Regions from separate parts of the Mus musculus genome. Here region 2 is linked to region 1. A link is a contact called in public HiChIP or PLAC-seq data. All regions are on one chromosome and are shown on one strand. The core of a region is the stretch at or near the end of the contact, and the rest is flanking DNA. Distances in the headings are between cores, read along the strand shown.

Region 1 (5,608 bases), core at 1,230-3,729:
CTTTAGGAAGAAGGAAGCCTTTCTGATACTCATCTCAGGAAGGAGGCCTACCCATCATGCCCTTGGGGCCCAACCCCTGCCCAGCCAGTCAGTGAATTAGGGTTAATTACCACTTTTCCTAACACCAGCTCTCTAGCTCAGGGGCCTTGCAAATCCCGGAGCTTTTGTACTTGGAGAAAGAAATTCAAGGGGCTAGAAAAGGGGCAGGTGCATTGCCTTGGGGCTGCTTTTTGCATGATGTGGCTGTGACCTGCTGCAATGGGTCATTTTGTAACCTGTAGGTTTCTGGGAGAAGCTTGAGCCGAGGGGACCAGAAGCCAGACTGGCCAAGGCGGGCTGTAGAAGTGACACCCAAGGGAGTCACAGGTCTGCTTATGCTTCTGAAATGTCTGTCTTCTCCAGAGCCCTGCTTGCTCTGACACTTTCAGCCTCGGCACTGTGTGATTATTTCCAACCTGCTCACTATGCTGCATTGCTAAGCCCCCTTCTACTCCAGCAACGTTCATGGATAATAAAATCAAGTAGGGATGGGCATGCGTGCACAAAGCCCTAGGGTGGATCCCCAGCACCGCACAGTGCTGAGGCGTGGTGCTGCCCTTGGGAGGTGAAGGAAGGAGGATTAGAAGTTCAAGATCATCCTGGGTTGCATAGTGACTTCCAGGCCAGCCTGAGCTACATGCAGAGATGTCCTGCTGATAAGATGGCTCATTAGAGAAAAGCACTTGCCACCAAGGCTGATGATCTGAGTTCAATTCCTGGAGCCTATAATGGTCAGAGAGAACTGACCCCATAAGTTGTCCTCGGACTTCCACAGATGTGCATGTGTGTGCACATACATTAAATAAATGCATGAAAAAAATGTCTGCAATCAAGGCAGGGTAGGTTTTCACTAGCTCTTGCTTGAAATATGTGCCTATCTGATCTGTATGTGTTTTTGCACATGCGTTGTGGATGCATGAGTGCATGTGCGTGTAATTCCTTCTGACAACATATATGTGACAGGTGTATGCAGTAGCACTGTTTGTGTTAAATGAGACCATGAGTGCATGAACATGTATGTATGTATGGCTGTGTACTTGCACACACAGACACCTTCGTACACTAAGAGTGCAGCGTATGTTCCATTTGCTGTGCCCATGCATTCCCATGTGCTCATGTATGTAAGACGGGACAGGCATGCTGCCTGGCTGAGATCAGAAAGGATGCGAGTGTGCCAGGGCCTGTGGTAGGTGGCTATGTTGGCTGGGAGGCCAGCTCCTGCCTCCCTCCTGGAGGTTGATTTCACCCCAGGAAGTGCTTATGTGTGTGACTCACTCACAAAGGAGTTCAAAGCAGCCAGGTGGTGGTGGGTCTCCAGGAGTTCAGAGTTCCTCATTCTGAGTATCAGTGTATTCACGCCACTCCTGGAAGGCTCCTTACCCTGGCCTGTGCTGTGGACCCCGTAACACCTGCTGTGATTATCATTCACCGTCATGCTGAAATGATAGAAATAGAAAGTGTGGCTCACAAAAGACCCCACTTTCCATCAAGTGCAACGGCTGTACAGGCACCATGCTTATGATAGGGTAACACTTGGGCTTTCTCACTGCAGGCCAAGTGCAGGGTCGGAGGTAGGAAGCCACCATGCGCAGAGCTGGTATTCAGTGCCATGGAGGATGAGGGTCCCGAGTATCAAACTCAGGTCCTCGGGCTTCATGGCGAAGGCTTTCCCCACAGATTCACTCCCCCCCCCCCCCCCCCGGCTCTAGTGAAATATTTAGTCCATAAAGTCTTGTTTTAAGCGTTGCTTAGAAATTACTTGGAGACAAACAACAGGGAGCGATAGACACTTCCCTCGCCGTCCTGTGCATGCTCGCAGGACACAACTGTTGAAGAGCTTTCTCGTTCTGATCTGTATGAAACAGGATCTTTGCATATGCCCCAGGCTGACTGTGAATGCTTGGACCTCTTAACTTCCAAGCTTTGGTTCCATGCCTAGGTTTATAGACATGTTCTGCTAAGTCCTGAACTCATGAAGTGTCTTTAAAATGCGGAGAGCTGGGGAGATGGCTTAGTTGGCAAACTGCTTGCCACACAAATGTGAGGGTCTCGGTTTGGATTTGGTTTGCCTGAAACCAGGCAGGGGATCCCTGGCGCTTACACACCAACAGTCAGTTTATCCAAATCTATGAGCCCCAGGTTCACCAAGAGACCCTACTTCAAAGTCATCATCTTTATCAAACCATAGAGTGACTGAAGGGATCAATGTTGACATAGGGCCTCCACATGCTTTGCCCTCCCCCAATACCTGTGAATACACACCAACACATGCACAGTGCTTTCTTTGCACATTTTGTGGGTTCTCCAGCCATATGTCTGGATGAGAGGTCTCATGGAAAAGCCCCAGAGGGCCTGAGACCTGGGGAAAATCTCTAATGGAAAGGGGCTCCTCCCCAGGGCAGGCCCAGGCTCCCCTTGGTGTAGCAGATTCCTGTGGAATGTGCGGGCATTTCCAGAGCTGTAAAAGAAAGTGGGGTGTTGACTCTCCTCCCCTGGAGTGTCCTGGGGCTCTCAGACCCTTCTTTGAAGAAGCTTTTGTGTTGCCTGTGGGAATCAACCCACATAGACACTCACTCACCCAGCCAGTACCCATGAAGCCGTGCACAGACCCCTCCCTGCTGTCCCCAGGTGGTGGGGGATGGGGTCCGCACAAGGACGCAGGTACAGTGGTGACTGGCTGTCCCCAGGAGTGAATGTATCTGCTTGGGACCCAGGGTGCTTGGTGTTTACCCAGAAATTGAGCTAATCCCACTAATTCCTGTGAATTATGAAGACTCTTGGCTCTGTCTCCTGCCTTCCTCTCCTGTGGCAGAGGTAAGGGGGGAGGGGGAGCGTGGTGGCACTGACTTGCACAGTGGGGAGGGGTGCCCCCTGAATCCCTGGTGCTTCTGTGTGCAGCTGTTCCTTTTTACTCAGAATCTGCTGCCACAGCCTGAGTGCTGAGGCTCCTGACAATTTTGTGCTCAAGCCCTCAGGATGCTCTTCATTGGGTGGCTGTTCCCCCCAGGGCTTCTAAGTAACATGTCAGTAGACTACCAAACTGTTCACCTTGCTCTGCTGCCTCTGTGGGAAGTGGCCTCCGGCAGCTCATTCCCAGCAGAATCCTGAGGTCATCAGTGAATTGGGGGTTACCAGGTTGCTGCCACTTGTTAGGGTAGGACAGAGGGGGATGAGCTGCCACTGCCAAGTCAGTGCCTGGGAGTAAGGGAACAAAAGAGGTTCATTTCTCACTGCTCTCTTCTACCCCCTCCTCCCTACTCTTTAGACCTCCAGACCCTTGTCAACAGGAGCCTGGTCCTCCTGCCAGGAAGATAAGGGATGCACAGGGAGCCAGCCTCTCCCTCTGCTAGAGGCTTAAGTGGACCAGGACCCAGCAGGAGGAGCTCCAGATGATTCAGTGGTTTAAGAATGTTTGCTGCTCTGCTGTTCTTTCAAAGGAGTTCAGTTCCCAGCCACTGTGGCTATGTGGGCAGCCTGTAACTCCAGCTCCACGGGGTCTTACACCTCTGGCCTCTGAGGACACCTACACTCATTCTATGCAGACACCTGTGCATAAGCATAATTTAACATATTCAAAGTAAAGAGCTAAAAAGGACCCAGCAGGACACTAGAGGAGCTCTAGCCTGGGGAGAGGAGCAGGCCAGTTGCATTTGTTTGTTTATTGATAGGGTCTCTCTGTGTAGGGAGTATACCAATTACATCTATCTATCTGTCTGTCTGTCTGTCTGTCTGTCTGTCTATCTGTCATCTATCTGTCTGTCTATCTATCTACCTATCTAGAGACAGGGCCTCTCTGTGTAGTCGCCCTGGACCTTAACTATGTAGATTGTGGCCTCAGATTCACAGAGACCGCCCTGCCTCTGCCTCCCGAGGGTTGGGGTTAAAGACAGGTGCCACCATTCCAGATAATTCTACTGGTTAATCTTGATCAAAAACCCAGTGGGATTTAAAATCACCTAGGAGACAATGGGCATAGCTGTGAGAACATGCTGGTGTGGAGTGTCAGGTAGACTCATAATCTGGCAGATGTAGGGTTCCAACCGTGGACTGTCCAGAGCAGGGGACTTCCTGGGGAAGGTGGCATCTTAATGGGGTTTTTCAGGCAAAGGTGAAGTGTATTCTTGGAGAGGCACCACTGGCTGCTGGGCTACTTGCTTCTGGTGCAGCCATGACAGTCACAGCCCTAATAAGAGCAGCTGATAGGGTGATGCCAGGCTAAGGGACAGTGTAAGAAAAGGAGGCTTTAGCAGGTGGCTGGTGACTATTCTCATGACAGAACCCCATAGTAGCAGATGCTATCATCATTATTATTATTATTATTATTATTATTATTATTATTATTATATGCACGTGGCTTGCATGTAGTGACATGCACGTGCTGTCTGACTCCCTGAAGTCAGTTCTCTCCTCCCACCTTTATAGGGGGTTTCTTTGAATAAACTCAAGCTGTCACCCTGGTGCAGCAAGATACCTTTACCTGCTGAGCCATACCGCTGGATCTAAAGCGACAGATTTTAAAGATAGCTTAAACCAGGCTTACTGCTATATACTTACAATACAAGCATTGAGGAGTCGGAGATAGGAGACTCAGGGGCTCAGGGGCTCAGGGGCTCAAGGTCATCCTTGGATGAGCTTTAGGCTAGCCTGGGCTATGTGAGCCCTGATAGCCGCCGTGCTTGTGGTGACCCTCAACCATAAAATTGTTTTCATTGCTACTTCACAACTGTAATTTTGCTACTGTTGTGAATTGTAATGTAAATATGCTTTCAAATGGTCTTAGGTGACCTGTGAAAGTGTCCTTCCACCCCCAAAGGGGTCCACAAAACGATGACAGTTAGTGATATGAATATTGACTGACTGACTGAATGAATGAATGAATGAATGAACATCCACATGAGTCAGCCAATGAAGGAAGCGCAGAGGCAAAGTGGTTTGGGAAAGCATTCTTGGAGAAGTCTGTTGTATTTCTGTTTTTTTCCTAGACTTCGGGCTCTCTGTTCGGTTTTGTTTCTCCGGGTCAGGTGGTTCTCTGCTCCTGTATGTTTTCATCATTAAGAACTTGTTGCTGTTTTGTTTTGTTTTTTAAATTCAGGTTAAACAATAAACAAACTAAAATGTTCAGTTCCTGTCCTTATGGCCATTCAGCAAGCAGACCCGTCGTTTCTCAGGATGACTATGTCAAAATTATCTAGGCCTTCCCTCCTGGGGTCAGAAGACTGAGTGTGAACTTTGGTGCTGTAGGCCCCGTGTGGTGTGGACCTGGGTTGGTATTTCCTAGATGGGTTCGGGGTGCAATGTCGTGGCTGAATGTCTGTGTCCTTTCCTCCAGGGTCCGCCACCAAAGAGTATGAGCCTCTGAGATGGAGACTTCTGCCCCAGCCCCTGCACTGGAGAAGAAAGAAGCCAAGAGTGGTCTCTTGGAGGACAGCAGCTTCCCCGACCCAGGGAAAAAGGCCTGTCCTCTGGCGGTGGCCGCAGCTGTAGCCGCCCACGGAGGTACACTTTCTGTTTTGCACGCCCAGAGAGCGGCAGGGGTGTTTTTCACGAGGTCATTAGGATTTAATGAGTG
Region 2 (5,380 bases), core at 1,281-3,780, 70 kb before region 1:
AAGTTCCTGACTAACACTGGGCCCCCTCCTCCCCACTCTTCCGCTTCTGTCTTAAGCTCTGTGAAAACAGAGGTCCTGCAGGGGAGCCACACTTACCTCTCATCCACAAATAACCCGCCAGCTCTCGCTTCCCGACCACGCAGAGCCATCATCCTGACACCACGGAAGGATTAAGGTAACCGGTGTTCCAAACAGCCCAGGCTCAGAGTCGGGCTGAGTGAGGGACGGATCCTTTATGGACTAACAATTCACAGCGTAATGACCTAGCATCGCTCCTCGGGGAACAACCCAAGAAATATATTTCCTCAGGCAAATAAGAGCCAAGTCTGCGCAGACTAGGACTGAATAAATCTCCCGTCCCGGGAGAATCAGCACCCTGAGACAAAAGCAATCAGTAAGCATTCTGCTGAATGAGAAACCGGATCGCATGGGACTCAGTGCTATGGAGCCCAAGGGAGCCAGCATCCTGTCCCTCTTCACAGCACCTCTTAAAGGGCAACAGAACCCCTAATCTGACACCGGAGTGTCACTTGAAGAGCTTGTATGAAAATGGGCAAGATCAGTTAGAGTGGCAAGATCAATCAATTTGATTTGGTTCTCTGGCAAACTCCTATTCATCCTTCAAAACTCTGCTTCTGAGTCACCTCCTCAGAGAAGGCCTCCCTTCGTCCTGGCATTGTGTGAAGGTGAGTCAGTCTGGCCCTCCAGGGTACTGCTCTGCAGCCTGCAAGGTCACTTTCTCTGTGACTCTCAAGAGGCAATGGGTAGGAGGCTTTCTCTCCCCCCCCCCCCCCCACACAGTTATTCATTTAAGGAAAAGAATTCCTGAGGGGCTGGAGATGTGGGTCAGTTGGTACAATGCATAAAGGAAGTCTTAGGTTCAGACCCCGATATGCCCTTGTCTGTGACTCAAGCACCCAGGAGGATCATAAGTTCAAGGTCACCCTTGCTACACAGTGAGTCTGATACCTGCTTGAACTACACGTGATCCTAGCTTAAAAACAAAGATGGTGGGCAAGATGGGTCAGAGGGGAAGGGGCTTGCTGCCAAGGCTGGCAACCTGAGTTTGATTTGTGAAATTCACGGGGTGGAGAGAACCAGATCCCACAAGTTGTCTTTTGACCTCTGCGCATGCGTCATGGCATGCATCAAACCACACAATAAGTAGATAGATAGATAGATAGATAGATAGATAGATAGATAGATAGATAGATATTACAAATTTTAAGTTTAAAAACTAAGCAAGACAAAACACTGTAGGAAGGGCTGTAGTAAGGAATGAATAAGTGAGGTTAGAAAATACCCCAGTGTTGGTCCTTAAAAGCCAAGGTTTTGTTATGCGGAGACCTCAGCTCCCCCACCTACCATCTTTTGAATTCTCTGGGCACCTGCCTCAACCAGTGTCACCCCAAAGGACAGAGCACATCTGAGGTTTGCATGGTAGGAAATCCTGCAGGTCTGTCAGCAAGACAAAGGGTTTTTAATTAAGCACTAATGGCTTTGGGTCCCCCTCCCCTCAAATCCCTATCTTGGGTGTGCCCCCCCCCACAAGGCTTTCTGGATCTGGGAAGATCTAAGAGTTCCAGCAAGAGGAAGAGGGAAGGAGGGGGCAGGGCTGGCTGTAAGACACTGGGGACCGACTTTCCATCCTCACTCTGGCTTTAACTTGAAGCACCCTCTCACCAACCTATTTATTGCGCTCTCTGCCTGAGGTCTCCTCCTCCTCCTCCTCCTCCTCCTCCTCCTCCTCCTCCTCCTCCTCCTCCTCCTCCTCCCCCTCCTCCTCCTCCTCCTCCTCTCCCCTTTCCCCCTCCCCCTCCTCTTCTTTCCATCCTTTCTGTCTTGTTCAGGTAGCAGAGGGTGGCCTCAGTTCGATCTAGGTCTGACCTTGAACTTGCGATCCTCCTGACTCCACCTCCTAAATACCAAGATTCCCGGAGTGCACCGCAGCCACAGTCAGTTAGTCTGTGGCCTCCTGCTCGCTAGGTGAGACCCACTAGCTGAGCCACACCCTCAGTTCTGGGCCAGCTTTTCTAAATTAACCCCTGCCTGTGGTATCCGACCCAGCAACGCCTCCACCTTCAGGTCCTGTCCTGAACTATCTTACCACATCTGTGCACCCAAGAATGGTCTTGCAGCCATGGTACTGTAGCTGTGAAACCCCAGCCCTCGGGAGGCTGAGGCAGGAAGGTTGTTGTTAGTGAGTTCCAGTCCAGCTTGTGCTACAGACTGAGACCTCATTTACACAGAAAAGTACGTTCTTTGCAAGTGTCTGTATGGCTAAACACAGACACACCCTAAATACCTCTCCCCAGCAGATTCGTCAAACGCGATGCAGCAGCAAGTATATAGCCTTACTGTGGAATTGCCACCAAGGAAAGCTTTTGAGGAAGAAGGAAGTTTTGGAACTGTATGCTCAATGGCATGGGGCTTCTCTGAGAAGGAAGGTGGGAAGGACATTTTAGAGGCAGGGACTTCCTGGAAGGAGTGGCAAATACTTCAGCTGACCCGGGAAGGAGAAAGCAGAGATGGGGCCCCCTAGTGGAGAAGGGGTAAAGAGAGGGAGTCATCACCCTAAGCTGGGAGAGGGAGATAACATCTCTAAGGTAACCAGTGACTGGAAAGGTCTGATGATGTGTAATTGACAACCCAGAGCAGACAGACCCAGACAGACCCAGACAGAGCAGTATCGTCTGCCTCTACCCGGGTCATCAGAAAGAAAGGTGCAGAGAACCATTAGACAATGAAAATAGCACTTTTGGTGAGATTGTCCACAGTGCCCAGCTGATGCTGCACCGTCCTTTAGCCACAGGACATTTTTAAAAAATATTTTTATTAGGTATTTTCCTCATTTACATTTCCAATGCTATCCCAAAAGTCCCCCATACCCTCCCCCCCACTCCCCTACCCACCCACTCCCACTTTATGGCCCTGGCGTTCCCCTGTACTGGGGCATATAAAGTTTGCGTGTCCAATGGGCCTCTCTTCCCAGTGATGGCCGACTAGGCCATCTTTTGATGCATATGCAGCTAGAGACAAGAGCTCCGGGGTACTGGTTAGTTCATATTGTTGTTCCACCTATAGGGTTGTAGATCCCTTTAGCTCCTTGATTACTTTCTCTAGCTCCTCCATTGGGGCCCCTGTGATCCATCCAATAGCTGACTGTGAGCATCCACTTCTGTGTTTGCTAGGCCGCGGCATAGTCTCACAAGAGACAGCTATATCTGGGTCCTTTCAGCAAAATCTTGCTAGTGTGTGCAATGGTGTCAGCGTTTGGAAGCTGATTATGGGATGGATCCTCGGATATGGCAGTCTCTAGATGGCCCATCCTTTCGTCACAGCTCCAAACTTTGTCTGCCACGGGACTTTTTAGAACATCAAGGAGATCCTGGGTACTGCCCAGCCTTGGGCTGCAATTGTGGATGGCTGCCATCTGCCGCCTTCGTGATACCATAGATGACTTCAGCAGTGGAGCTGGTTAAGAAGCAACAAGAGAAAATATGTGTAGAGAAGATCACCTGACCAAAACGAAACAAAGAACTAAGTGGGGCTGAGGGTGTGGCTCAGGTGGTAGCATGCTGGCCCAGCACACCCAGATTCGTAAACTAAGCCTGGTGGTCCAGATCTGTAATCTCCGTGTTCTGGAGGTGGAGACACGAGGATCAGAAGTTCAGGGTCATCCTTGGCTACATAGCAAGTCACATAGCCTGTGCTATGTGAGACTCTGTCAGAAAAGAAAAGGAAAAAAGAAGGGAAAAGAGGAGGAGAAAGGGGAGGAGGAGGGGGAGGACTATGGCATGTTTCCTGTCTTGAAGTCAGGAAGCCAACAGAAAGACACATCAAGAGATCTTCAAATGCAGTTGAGTGTGTCAGGGAGCCATGTGATGACAGCATCTTTGGTAGAGGGTGTCCGTCAAGCCACTAGAAGGTTTGTTCTTGTCCAGGAGGGCTTCTTGGAGGAAAGACAGTTTAAGATATCTTCCTGATTAAGATACTGTGTTTGCTTAATCTCTGTACGTATGAAAAATACCAGCAGGTCACAGGTACTTTATTTGCTACTGTGACAAAATGACAAGAAGAGCAACTTGAGGAAGGAAGGAAGGAAGGAAGGAAGGAAGGAAGGAAGAAAGGAAGGAAGGAAAGAAGGAAGGGTCCTTTGGCTCTCAGTTGGAGGTTTCAGTCCATCCTGGCACAGGAGAACAAGGCAGCTGACCACAGTGCATCTGAAAGTAAGAAGCAGGGAAGTAAATGTGGGTGCTTAGCTCCCACTTTTAAACTTTGGTCCTGGACTCCAACCCATAGAAGGGTACCGCCCACACTTAGAGTCAATCTTTCCACGTCTGTTAACTCAGTCTAGAGACCTCCCACAGAGATTTGTCTCCAAGATGATTCTAGATCCACTTGCCAGTAAACCTTAACAATCACACTTGAGAAAATCAACTTAGAAAAAGTTCAGCCAGTGTGATGGCATCTGTCTGTAATCCCAGAACTCGGGGTGCTGCGGCAGAATAGGTGTTCCAGGCTAGCCCACGGTACATGATGAGACCTCTCTTAAGAAAGAGAGAGAGAATGGAAGGGAAAAAAGAGGAAGATGATGAGGGTGGGAATAAGAGAAATAAAGGGGAGAAGAGAGAGGGAAAGATAGATGATAAATAAACATGATAGATAAACAGATGATGGATAGATTATTGGTAGATGATAAATGGATATAGATAGATAGACTAAAAGAAAGGGAGGTAGGGAGGAACGGAAGAAGGAACAGATAGAAGCTTATGGTTTTAGTCTATGGTCACTTGAGCCCATGGCTTTGAGCCTGTGGTGGGGCAGAGCATCGTGGCTGGAGTACATGGCAGAGTAAGACCCACTCACCCCCTCACCAGGGAGTCAAGAGAGCAGGGCATGGAGCTGGGCTCCCTTCAAGGACAAGCCTCCAGTGCTTTAATGACTGCTCGTTTGCCCCCATCTCTTAAAAATTCCTTAGCACGTGAGCCTTAGGAGATACTCAGTGTTCTCCTATAGCAGTTAACCAGGTGTGTCTTGGCTCATGTGCTGGGGGCGGGGGCGGGGATGGGGAGGGGTGGGGCGGGGAGGGGCACACTGTTAAGGAGACCAATGCCAGAAGAAGAGCATGTGATGGGGAAAGATGTCAAGCATCAGCCAGCGAGGGGAGGTTGCTCCCTCGGTGGGTAAATGGCTCAGTATATTGTTCCCAGAGCAGGCAGAGCACCTAAGTCTTATCCCCAGAACCCATAAAAAGCCATGCACTCTATGGTGTGTGTGCCCTTCTAATCCTGGTACTGAAGAGTCAGAGACAGGAGAATCCCCCAGGCTCACTGACTAGCCAGCCTAGACTGCTTGGCAAGCTTCAGACTAATGAGAG

What was found. HiChIP or PLAC-seq counts read pairs in DNA pulled down with a chosen protein or histone mark.
Region 2: a contact with region 1 is called in an H3K27ac HiChIP or PLAC-seq map of embryonic stem cells, with 7 read pairs. The contact joins two enhancer-like sites. A contact is called at or near these places in 1 of 15 datasets of contacts at CTCF or cohesin (embryonic stem cells), 6 of 484 Hi-C or Micro-C datasets (embryonic stem cells and pancreatic cancer cells) and 6 of 115 datasets of contacts at active chromatin or transcription factors (all in embryonic stem cells).

The regions. Positions count from the first base shown.
Region 1 is chr1:119,001,967-119,007,574 of GRCm38.p6, reverse strand. It overlaps Gli2 (GLI-Kruppel family member GLI2), which reads left to right. Exons shown (of 14, transcript NM_001081125.1): 2 at 5,369-5,535. The coding sequence starts at 5,400. Among named protein-coding and RNA genes, the nearest start is that of Gm51642, 44 kb to the right of the region's middle. Within about 2 kb of position 2,479, at least 22 of the 459 cell types and tissues checked have an H3K27ac peak or open chromatin away from gene starts, as enhancers often do. A contact at or near this core is called in embryonic stem cells, where this site is marked.
Region 2 is chr1:119,072,246-119,077,625 of GRCm38.p6, reverse strand. No RefSeq gene overlaps it. Among named protein-coding and RNA genes, the nearest start is that of Gli2, 21 kb to the right of the region's middle. Within about 2 kb of position 2,530, at least 12 of the 459 cell types and tissues checked have an H3K27ac peak or open chromatin away from gene starts, as enhancers often do. A contact at or near this core is called in embryonic stem cells, where this site is marked.